2 separate regions of the Mus musculus genome follow, and region 2 is linked to region 1. The links are chromatin contacts, called in public Hi-C maps. All regions are on one chromosome and are shown on one strand. The core of a region is the stretch at or near the end of the contact, and the rest is flanking DNA. Distances in the headings are between cores, read along the strand shown. Region 1 overlaps Gm36750 (a long non-coding RNA gene). Region 2 has its middle 25 kb from the start of Mir466j.

The links. A called contact is a pair of places that touch in the nucleus more often than the background predicts.
Region 2: a Hi-C map of the N1E-115 cell line shows a contact between it and region 1, with 4 times the contacts expected there. The contact joins two enhancer-like sites. A contact is called at or near these places in 1 of 15 datasets of contacts at CTCF or cohesin (stem cell-derived epiblast-like cells) and 10 of 484 Hi-C or Micro-C datasets (8-cell embryo, B cells, the CH12 cell line and 7 more).

Annotation. Positions count from the first base shown.
Region 1 is chr10:60,890,044-60,895,306 of GRCm38.p6, reverse strand. It overlaps Gm36750 (a long non-coding RNA gene), which reads right to left. Exons shown (of 2, transcript XR_871757.1): 2 at 4,821-5,172. Among named protein-coding and RNA genes, the nearest start is that of Gm36750, 4.1 kb to the right of the region's middle. Within about 2 kb of position 2,031, at least 18 of the 459 cell types and tissues checked have an H3K27ac peak or open chromatin away from gene starts, as enhancers often do. A contact at or near this core is called in the N1E-115 cell line, where this site is marked.
Region 2 is chr10:60,983,279-60,988,541 of GRCm38.p6, reverse strand. No RefSeq gene overlaps it. Among named protein-coding and RNA genes, the nearest start is that of Mir466j, 25 kb to the right of the region's middle. Within about 2 kb of position 3,246, at least 16 of the 459 cell types and tissues checked have an H3K27ac peak or open chromatin away from gene starts, as enhancers often do. A contact at or near this core is called in the N1E-115 cell line, where this site is marked.

The DNA of each region.
Region 1 (5,263 bases), core at 782-3,281:
AGAGATGGGGGAAGAAGATCCCTGGGGCTCTCTAGCCATTGGTATGCTCCAGATTCTGTGAGAGATACTTTCTTAAAAGAAAGATGGCAGGGCTGGAAAGATGGCTCAGTGGTTAGGAGCTGCTCTTCCGGAGGACCCAGATTCAATTCCCAGCACCCACTGAGCTGCTCACAACTGCTTGTAACTTCAAGATTTGACACTGTCACACAGACATGCATGCCAGCAAAGCACTCATGTGCAGATAGACAGACAGACAGATAGACAGACAGGTGTTTAAAAAAACCAAGATGGAGAGAGGAGATGACACCAAGCCCTCCACCCTAGTGCACACATGCACACACACACACACACACACACACACACACACACACACAAACACACACACACACACACACGTTATTCACAGAGGGAACCCACTACTTGCTAGGCACATAAATGCACCAGGCCTTCTCTAATAGCTGTGAAGAGCATGAGGCTTGGGGGATGGCATCTGCCCCAAGAAAGGCTCCCAGGGCTCTATTCACTGTCACATTACTGTGCCCCCTTGATGATGGAATGGGACCCGGGTTGCCTTGACCTGGCTGACTCATGGCCCAGGAGATAGCGGGCAACAGTTGGTCTCAGTTCCTCATGGCTATCTCAGGGCCTTGTTGTTCTAGTCCCCCTTTTGCTTTTGTTGCTGCTGTCCTCTGGACTCCACTCTCACCCTAAAGGGGACCCTTTTCCCTGGCGGGTGGCATAGCTAGAGCTACCAGAAGTAGCAGAGTGTGGAGAGAAGTGGCTTCTCTGGGTCCCCTAGCCCCACCCAGAAGGCTAGACTCACACCGGAGTGAGCAGTCTCAAGAGAAACAGAATTGGTGGATCCATAGGCATGCTTTACCCTACGTGTTTTTAGTGTGTGTCTGCATTTGCACATGTATGTACAGATGTTTGTGTGTGTGTGAGTGTGCAGGCACTAGCCAGAGGTCAAGAGGAGCCCTCCTGAGACAAGGTCTCTCTCACTAGGATCCAGAGATCCCCAATTTTGGGCTAGGCTGGCTGGCTGGTGAGCCTCAGAAATCCTCCCATCTCCATCTTCACAGCTCTTGGATTACAAGGAGGACTGCCATTAAGAGGGGTTTTTGTTTGTTTTTTTTTTTTTACTATGTATTGGGGAACAAATCCAGGTCCCCATACTTGTGCGTACCTTGCCTGGGACCCAGCCTGCCTGCAGCCCCCTGCTAGTGCAAGCTCAGCAGGGAGGTGACTGTGAAGGGCCCAGCTCGGGCCTCTCAGCAAGTTACAGCAGAGCTGAGGGACCCACAGGCAGGGCTGCTGCTCTGGACAGGGGAAGGCTGCTCCTCCATCCTGGCTCACCCTCCCTTCCAGGGACTGTGATTGAGGCGTGTGGTTCCCTTGGAAACAGTGCTCCTTGTCTCCTGGGGTCAGAATCACTTAATCTGTAGTTATAGCAATTTCGATGCTAGTGGGGGGAGAGACCCCAGATACCCTGCACATCCCCACACCACCCGCCACGCTCCTCCTCCTCCTCCTCCTCCTCATCATCATCATCATCATCATTACCCCCTCATTCTCACACTCGGCTTCCCAGAGTGTGTGTATAGCGTGAGACAGCACACATGTACACACACACACACGCGCGCGCGCGTGTGTGTGTGTGTGTGTGTGTGTGTGTGTGTGTGCGTGAGAGAGAGGGAGAGAGAGAGAGAGAGAGAGAGAGAGAGCTTTCTCCCAAGCTCAGACAGCTGCTAATGACTCTGTTTTCTAGCCCCCAACTGAAAAGGGACAATCAAGTCCCCACCAATTACCTCTCTCGGTACGAGGTTTCCCTGAGAACCGGAGCCAGCACACCCTCACTTTTCAAAGGCTACGTTACAATCAGATTAGGAGTGGGAAGGAGGAAAGTGGCCAGGCAATCCATTTTCTTTGCTCTCCTCTGTTCAAGAGACTTCGATGTGTACAGGGTGTGCTGGAGCGTGACTCTGGACAGCATCGTCTTCTGTCAGCATCCCATGCCGTTCCTGAACTAGAAACCCTCCGAAGGGCTGCTGTCTGACTGAGCCCCACTGTGACTCCCTCTCACCCTGGGATCTAGTAGTTTGGTGCTGAATAAAAGAGTGCAAGGTCTCGAGAAGGCAAAGGTGAGCACCCACTCAGAGCAGAGATGACCCGATCCCCTCCCCCAGCTACACTCCAGTTCTGACTATGGAAACAGCTGGCACAGAGGAGGAAAAGGAGAGGCTGCTGAGTGTCGTGGGAGTTAGGAGGACCCAAGCACAGGGTGGGAGACGACACTGCCAACACCAGGAAGCAGATGTTGAAATAGATCCACAGTTTGAGGTTGAGCCAAGAAACTAAGGAAAAACACCTCCCCAAAACAGTAAATCACAGATAAAGGCCACAAAGGAGCTCGTGGCCACACTTGGAGCCCAGAATCCCGGGAAGCCTAACAGTAGCAGAGATTAGGAGGGGCAGAGAATGGGAGAGCCCTCAAGTCCTGCCCAGGGTCCTTGTCCATCAGAGAAGTCCAACATCCATCAGGAACCTGAGGAAGTATGGAATGATGAGGGTGGGGAATGGAGATGGGCGGGGAACGGAGGTGGAAATGGCTCTTTTCAAAACTGATGACACGGGCTGGTGAGATGGCTCGGTGGGTAAGAGCACCCGACTGCTCTTCCAAAGGTTGGAAGTTCAAATCCCAGCAACCACATGGTGGCTCATAACCATCCGTAACAAGATCTGACTCCCTCTTCTGGAGTGTCTGAGGACAGCTACAGTGTACTTACATATAATAAATAAATAAATTAATTAAAAAAAAAAAAAACTGATGACACAAACCTGTGTCCCTGTAGGGACATCAAGACTGTAGATTGGTTCAGCGGTGCCCTGCCCACAGGCTCACCAGCCTGACTGTGTAACACCTTCCAGGCGGTGGGTCTGAGTGCCTTTCACATCAGCCTCTAAGACAACATGAGGCTACTCCATCGTTTTGTGTAGGGCAGGGCAGGAATGCGTGTGGGGGTGGGGTGAGTGTACCCATGTGTGCATAGGTTTCCACATAAGGCCAGAGGACATCCTCGGTTGCCGTTCTTCAGACACTAGCCACCTCCTTTCTGAAATAGGGTCGTTCACTGTCCTGGAACTCATCACGTAGGTTAGGCTGGCTGGCCAGTGGGCCCCAGGGACACCTCTCTCCATCTCCCCTGGAGTGGGGTTAGAAACACGGACCACCGTGTCTGGCTCTTCCATGATGAGTTTGGAGGAATTGGACTCAGGTCCTCCTGCTTGCAAGGCAAGCACTTTACTGACTGAGTTATCCCCTCCCAGCCTCCACTTTGTTCTTCCTAATGGCTACATAGTTTCATCTCTTAGCTAGGCTGCCAGCCAGCCAGCAACAAAGCCTTCATCTGTCTCTATGCAATCTTGCAAGGAATATCCCAGGACATTTTTTTTTTTTGAGTTGCATGGTCAAATCCCTAAAGGCAAATGCATGCATTTCAACTTTTGATCTATGTTATTAAATATCCCCTCAAATATATTGTAGCAATTTCCACACTGAACAGCCACGTAGGCAAGCTCATTCCGTATCTTTGTCAGCATTGGCTTTCGTCACTTTAATTTTTGCTAATCGTGTGATCTACCGATTTAATCTCATTATTGCTTCGCATTAATCATGAGAGATGGGGCATATTTCCTATGCTCATTGGCCTCTTGCATTTCCTGTCTCTAAAAACCACCCATTTGTTCCCGTGACTCACGTCTCCTGGTTCGGATGTCTTTTTCTTACCGGTTTGCAAAGCCTATTTGTATAAATAGACAAAAATAAATCTCCCGGCATGTTTGTGGCAGAGACTTTTGTAATTGGCTGCTTCACTTGGGAGAGATGTTTTTCTAATAAACACATTTAAAATTGTATAGGAATCCAAGAACATTTATTTTTTATTTTTTTTATGTTTTCTGGACAGCTAGCCCAGTTTAGATGACTTTGTCTTCTCCTAACATAAATGAATTATTCTTGGAAGCTTCTGAGAGAACTTGAAGATACGGTTGCAGAGACTTAGACAGAAATATCAGAGGAACCATTACACACATGGGCAAGGCAGGAGGATGTTAATACAGGGTCGCCTGTTCCTAAGAAAAAAGATGATGTATTCCAGCATCGCCACACCCAGTTTAAGCTCGTGCCAAGCAGAACGGTAGAAATGATCACACACACATCACAGTAGAGCTGTGGCAAAGTCATGAGAAGCCTGCTCTGTTCTGCTCCCATTTTTCGAGGTTCTCGGCCTTCCCGGTCACCAGTCTTAGAATGAGGGATTGGGGTTGATTTCTGGCAACTTGTCTCCTATGGCTGCTGGGGCAAAGACTCTCTTCCAGGGCACCTGGAAGAGAAACCTGTGGACTGACTATTCATGTGCATCTGGAGCCGGTTAACCTTCTCATCATGTTTTTCCTGTGTCAGTTTACCCACAGATGCTCGAAGCCACCAGTTAGCACCGTCATCTTAAGGAAAACCTTAGTGTTCCTCAAGTAGGCAAAAGTTTCTCCTACAGAGTCACTAAATTCCTTGCTCCTCTCGGTAACGAGGCCTTCAAATATTTCCAGTCATGGGCTCTCAGTGTTCATCTTGCTATCTGGGAGTCTTTGGCAACTGTAGGTATCAGCAAATTGGAAAGCTTATGGGGTACTTTTAATGTAGTCTGGTACTTTAAAAATTCATCCTTATAATTCTGTTTCTCTAGAATCGTGCATGATACTACAACCTGTATCACTCAGTGTTTTCTAAAGGAACAGAACTGATAGAACACATACACATCATATACATATACATGAGATTTATTAGGCTTAGAGGCTAGTCCAATACATGGCTGCCTCACAATGGAAGACTGGGGTTCTGGTTCAGTCCATGAGGGTAGATGTCCTCAAGTCCCAGCAGACACTCTGGGAATTCTGCTGTGCACAGGTCCCTGTCTGGCTAAATGACTGTATCGAAAGAAGAGCTAATGCTAAGTCCATACACACCTGGCGGGTCCCTGGAGACGCCCGGGCTTTCCCTGAACTTGACCACGTACGTCTTGTTCAGTCTTTTCTATCAGTGCACAGATGGCCACTTAACAGCTTATGTGCAGGACACGAGGCTGCTGGGAACGCTGATACCGTGGCAGGTTGGAACTGAGATAGGAGAAAACACAGACAGCTTGAGGCAGGGTACGGAGGGGAGATGTGAGATCTATGCTTTGCTGAGAGAAACAGTGTGAGTCAG
Region 2 (5,263 bases), core at 1,997-4,496, 92 kb before region 1:
ACAGGACTCAAGACATGGCCAGGAGAAAGGAGCTGCCATAGCCAAGGGTCATCTGACACATCCCTGGGTACCAACTCAGCCCATGACACCTCCTACTTCCATAGTGGATGCGGTCTGTGCATCTGGTCTTCTTCTGCCCCTTCAGGCTCCAAGGGGGCTTCTTCTGCCCTTTATGCCATAGGGAGCCTTTCTCTCTTGGGTCCTTGTCCTTCCTTTCCTCTTGTGGTGTTTGTCCCCAGCTGTTTGGGTATTAGTTGATTCCAGGTGTAATCAAGTAGACAAGCAAAATTAGCCATCACGGTAGGCATCAATAAACCATGCCAAGGTGGAGATGGGCTGTACCATTCCTCTCTTCTTGATGCCACTACCAAGAAGAGAGGCAGCAGGGATGCCCATCCTAAATGCAGAGAACCTCCATCTTAGCATGGTTTATTAACACCTACTGTGATGGCTAATTTTGATTGTCAACTTTACATCTGGAATGAACTAAAACCCCAACAGCTGGGCATATGTTCCTTGATTGCATCATTTGAGATGGGAAGACCCACCCTAGATCTGGGCCATATTTTCTGGTGGCAGCCTACATAAAAGGACACGGAAGTCTAGCAGGCCCCCAGACTTTAGCATGACTGACACCACATTAGAGGTATGTGACCTTCTTGCTCTAAGCATATGAGACACCGAAGGAGAGCCCTTACACTGCAGCTTGATTGCAATCTGGGAGGCATCTGGCTAAGTCCCCTGGGGCATCGAGGGGGCGCCTGGTAGTGAACCAGACAGATGCTCAGCAAAGACTTGCTGATCAATGGATTCATAAAAATAGTGCTGACAGTGTTCAGGGAGGAGCCTCAGCTCATGAGCAGGCAGGAAGGATAAGACTTCTTTCTAACAACTGCCTGTGCACCTTGAGTACCCCAATGGGGTGGGCGGAGCTTCATCAGCCACACCCTGGGGCAGGGGTGAGCTTGCTGTGGAGCATCACTCTGGCAGTGGTACACCCATTTGCCATCTCAATCTTGGCCCTACTTGATGCCTACCATGATGGCTAATTTTGGTTGTCAACTTTACAGCTGGAATCAGCTAAAACCCAAACAGCTGGGCATACATTCATTGATTGTGTCATTTGAGATGGGATGACCCACCCTAAATCTGGGCCATATTTTCTGGTAGCAGCCTACATAAAAGGACATGGAAGTCTAACAGGTCCCCAGACCTTAGCATGACTGACACCACGTTCGTTAGAGGCACCATTCTGACCTTAAAACCCAGCATGCAGGTCACAACACCTGCCAAAACAGGAACAAAGTTCTAGCCCATAGTTCTGGGATCCAGACAAGTTCCTAGATGGATTAACCTTGCTTTTTGACTTCTGTAGTTTTGCTTCTTGCAGACTGAAGTGTGACAACCAGGATGTGGTTTTTGTGCACAAAAGACAAAGATCTGTAAAGCTCGGGCCTGTGTGATTTGACTAAGTTCCCTGTGCGACTGCAGGCTGGCAATATTGATTTTCTTCTTGGCTTTAAGACTGTCCACGTGGTGGCCTCTGGCGGGATTACCTTGAAACAGAAGAAGGATGTTTTTGCTTGCTTGCTCTCATCCTTGCTGACAAGTTCATCTATCCCATTGCTGAGGCATTCCTTCACTGGTATTATAACCCACGTCTTCAGGATTCCAACGGATACATCCAGCCTTGCGGACTGAACAGCACCAGATCTTGGTCTTTGGGTTGGGTGACAGCTATTGTTGAACTAGCCATTCCTCAGCCTCTAAGCCAGTTGATAAATGCCCTTTTCGTATGTGTGTGTGACCAATAGACAGACAGCTATGTAGATAGATATTCATGTTATCAGTTCTGTTTCTCTATAGAACCTTAGCTAATGTACTTACTGAATATACTGTTCATACCTGAGCTCCCAGGCGGGTGACATCCCTGAGTTCCAGTTCTTTACACAGAGCCTCAAGAGCTTTAATAACTTGTTCAGGGCTACTCTGAACAAGGTTTGGTACCCAAGTCTGCCTACCTCCAAGACAGAGGCTTCTGGAAAGATCTGGCAGATTAGGTCCAGGCCGGGGCTGGGCTGAGTGTTGAGGCCAGAGTTTCCTAGATAGTTCTGAACCAGGACAGAGAAAAGGTACAGAGCTGAAGCCTCAGCCTGTTACTCACTGAAGAGCCCCTTTACCTAGGAGATTGTTCGCATTGCCTGGCCAACTCACAGCTGGGGGGGGGGGGTGGCTCCCTTGCCAGGCCTCATTGCATGTCCATCCGTGAATACCAGCAACCTAGTGGGATGGGCAGGCCATAGCTCTGGTTAGGGCTTGTCTCGTCTATTGTAGAATGAATATCCACAGCGTGTCTGTTGACACTTTTGACTCCCACCCCCAGCTTCAAGAGCAAAAGGCTGGAATAGGTTTGTGTAGACTTATTTTGTTGTCTGAACATCCCCATCCCATTCATGATACATGGGCACCATGTGAGTCACTGAGGATTCCAAAAGAACTAAATGAGAAATGACAGAATTCCTCCCGAGTCCATAGAATGTGGCCTGCCAGTATCTGTGAAGGGAGTGTCATCTAGATTTGGGTTAAGAGGCTCTTTGGAGTGGGGGCTATATATGCTGTGCTCCAAAGATGATTGTTATACAGGTAGAAGCGAGACAGAGAGCTGACACTCATGTACTCCGTAGCTGCGGGGCTTTGGGCTAGCCTCTGCTCTTTTCTGAACTACCATGCTAAGAACCAGATGCAGGATGTGGCTGAAGTCAGGTGCCAACCAACTCCCTGTGCATCTCCATTGTCTACTCTGGACCAGAGGACCAGCAGGACACGACAGGTTAAGTAAGGTGTGTGCATGAGACACATACACCTCTCTTCTTCACCGTCACTCCTGTTCTCTGAAAAAAGCCCACAAAGTCTGGTGACCCTGCCCATATTGGTTCCAGCCTTCCCCTGGTTCCCACAAATCCCTCTACACCTAGCCAACTACCTTGTCTGTTCAGATGCTTGCATACGTGACAGATACCACGTGTGTGACTTCAGAGTCCCTGTTCTGCATCCCAGCCCAGTCTCTTCAAGCTTTACATCCGGGCAGCTGCAGGACCTCATTTCTTCCTGCAGGAGACGCTCAATGGTCACCAGGCAGAGCAAACTCCCCTATTGTTCTCTTGAAAATTGAGTCATCCCAAGGGCCCAGAAACCTTTCTGGAGCTGTCTGCTCCAAGGCCTTTGCCAGACGGCAGCTGGAAGCCGGTTAATATTCATTGAATCTCTCTGGGCGGCTGGGAACGCCTTTTAATTGCCTCGTCTCTGTCTAGCCCTTTATGGAGAAGGAGAATAAGAGGAAAGAACAATCAGTTATCTCGTTACAGATCAGGGCCCAGGAGGGGGCTCTGCTCCTCCATCCCATGGAGAGCAGGACCTCATGGGCTGGGGGAGGGACTGGCCTAAGATGTGAACTCCCTTCACCTTCCTGCCATGGCCCTTTCCAAACATACTGGAGAAGTTTTTCAGAGACATTCGAACTCAAATGGTCAGGATCTTGAGACTGACTGAGTTGGGGATACCTGGGGGACAAAAGAGAGATCAGAAGACACTGACTGTAGCTTCCAAGTCTCTTGCCTCTCATTGCTCCAGGGAGAACAAAGAACTAAGAGCTGGAGTTGAGAGATCATCTTATTGTCCATCCACCCATCTATCCACCCATCCATCAATCTATCCATCCATGCATCCATTCATCCACCCATGCATGCATCCATCCATGCATCCATCAATTCATCCTTGCTTCCATCCATGCATCCATGCATCTATCCATCCATGCATCCATTCATCCACCCATGCATGCATCCATCCATTCATCCTTGCTTCCATCCATGCATCCATGCATCTATCCATCCATGCATCCGTGAACCATTCATCCATCCATGCATCCATCTAATTTCCTACCTATCTGACCATCCATCCAATCACCTATTCTCCATTTCTACCTATTAGACACTCACTCCCTGTATTAGTTAGTTCTACCTGATAGGAACAAGGAAAGAAAAATTTATCTTGGTTAACAGTTTTGGAAATTTTGTTCCATGACGGGGGGGAAACTGTATGGTAGAGCCAAGCAGTCCACCTCCCATGGCTCGGAAGCAGAAGGAAAAGATGACTATACTCAGCTTTTATTCAGGTCAGGATGCCAGGCTTTGAGACGGTACAAGCCACGTTCATGGTACGTCTCCTCCCTCAGTTAATTCTCTCTGGAAACCCCCTCACGGACACACTCAGAGGTGTTCCTCACCAGCCTCCCAGGAGCTTCCAAATCCAGTGGATGAGGAACCTTCATATGCCCCAACCATTCATCCACCTTCTATCTGTCTGCCAGGCTAGGAGGGGAACGGCATGTACCCCAAGCCTATCATAGTTCTCAAGGCAAGTTTCTTTCTGTTATATCACTGAGTCTTTACAACTATTGATTCCTACTCTACAAGGGAGAAACTGAAGCACACAGAGAAGCAAGGGACTTGCTCAAAGACAGCGAGGTTAGGGGGGCTGGGAGATAGCTCAGTAGTTAAGAACACGTACTGTTCTTACAGAGGATCTGGGTTCAGGAAGCTCACAACTGCCTGCATCTCCAGCTACATCCGATGACCTCTCCTGGCCTCTGCAGCACCTGCGCTCATGTGCATACCCCCACCACATGCATACACATAATAAAAAGAAAAGGGCCCAGTGATCCCTGGGTGCAGTTGGGCACAAAGGTCCAGACTATGGGGCACAGGAGAGCTGGAATCTAATCCTGTGTGACAAGGGTCTGTGTCTTCTAGGAAAGAGGGCCTTTTAATTTACACAATAATCCCAGCCCAGAGGACACATTTTCCAATGCCCGAAATGCTGTGGGGTTTTGGTGACCCTGAGCTGACTTTCAGCTGCAGGGCATCTAGGCGAGCCACGGGCAGCAGCCTGGCCCTTGACCGTGGTCACGGGGAGCATCATGGGTATATGCTTTTCTCAGAAGTATAACAAAATATCTGGCAGAAGCAATTTGGGGGCAGGGGGTTCCAGCTCATGGTTTCAGAGGACAGAGTCTATCATGGAGGGAAAACATGGCTCTGGCAGAAGTAGGGCAGACTGTGACACAGCAGCAGAGTGTGAGACACCTGGGAACCCATATCTTCTTGGTCAGCATGTGGTACTGCCAGCTTTTCTCATGGGGCCATTCTGGTGCAATCTTACTGTGGTTTAATTTATGACACTGTTTGGGGGACTCACACACCCCTCT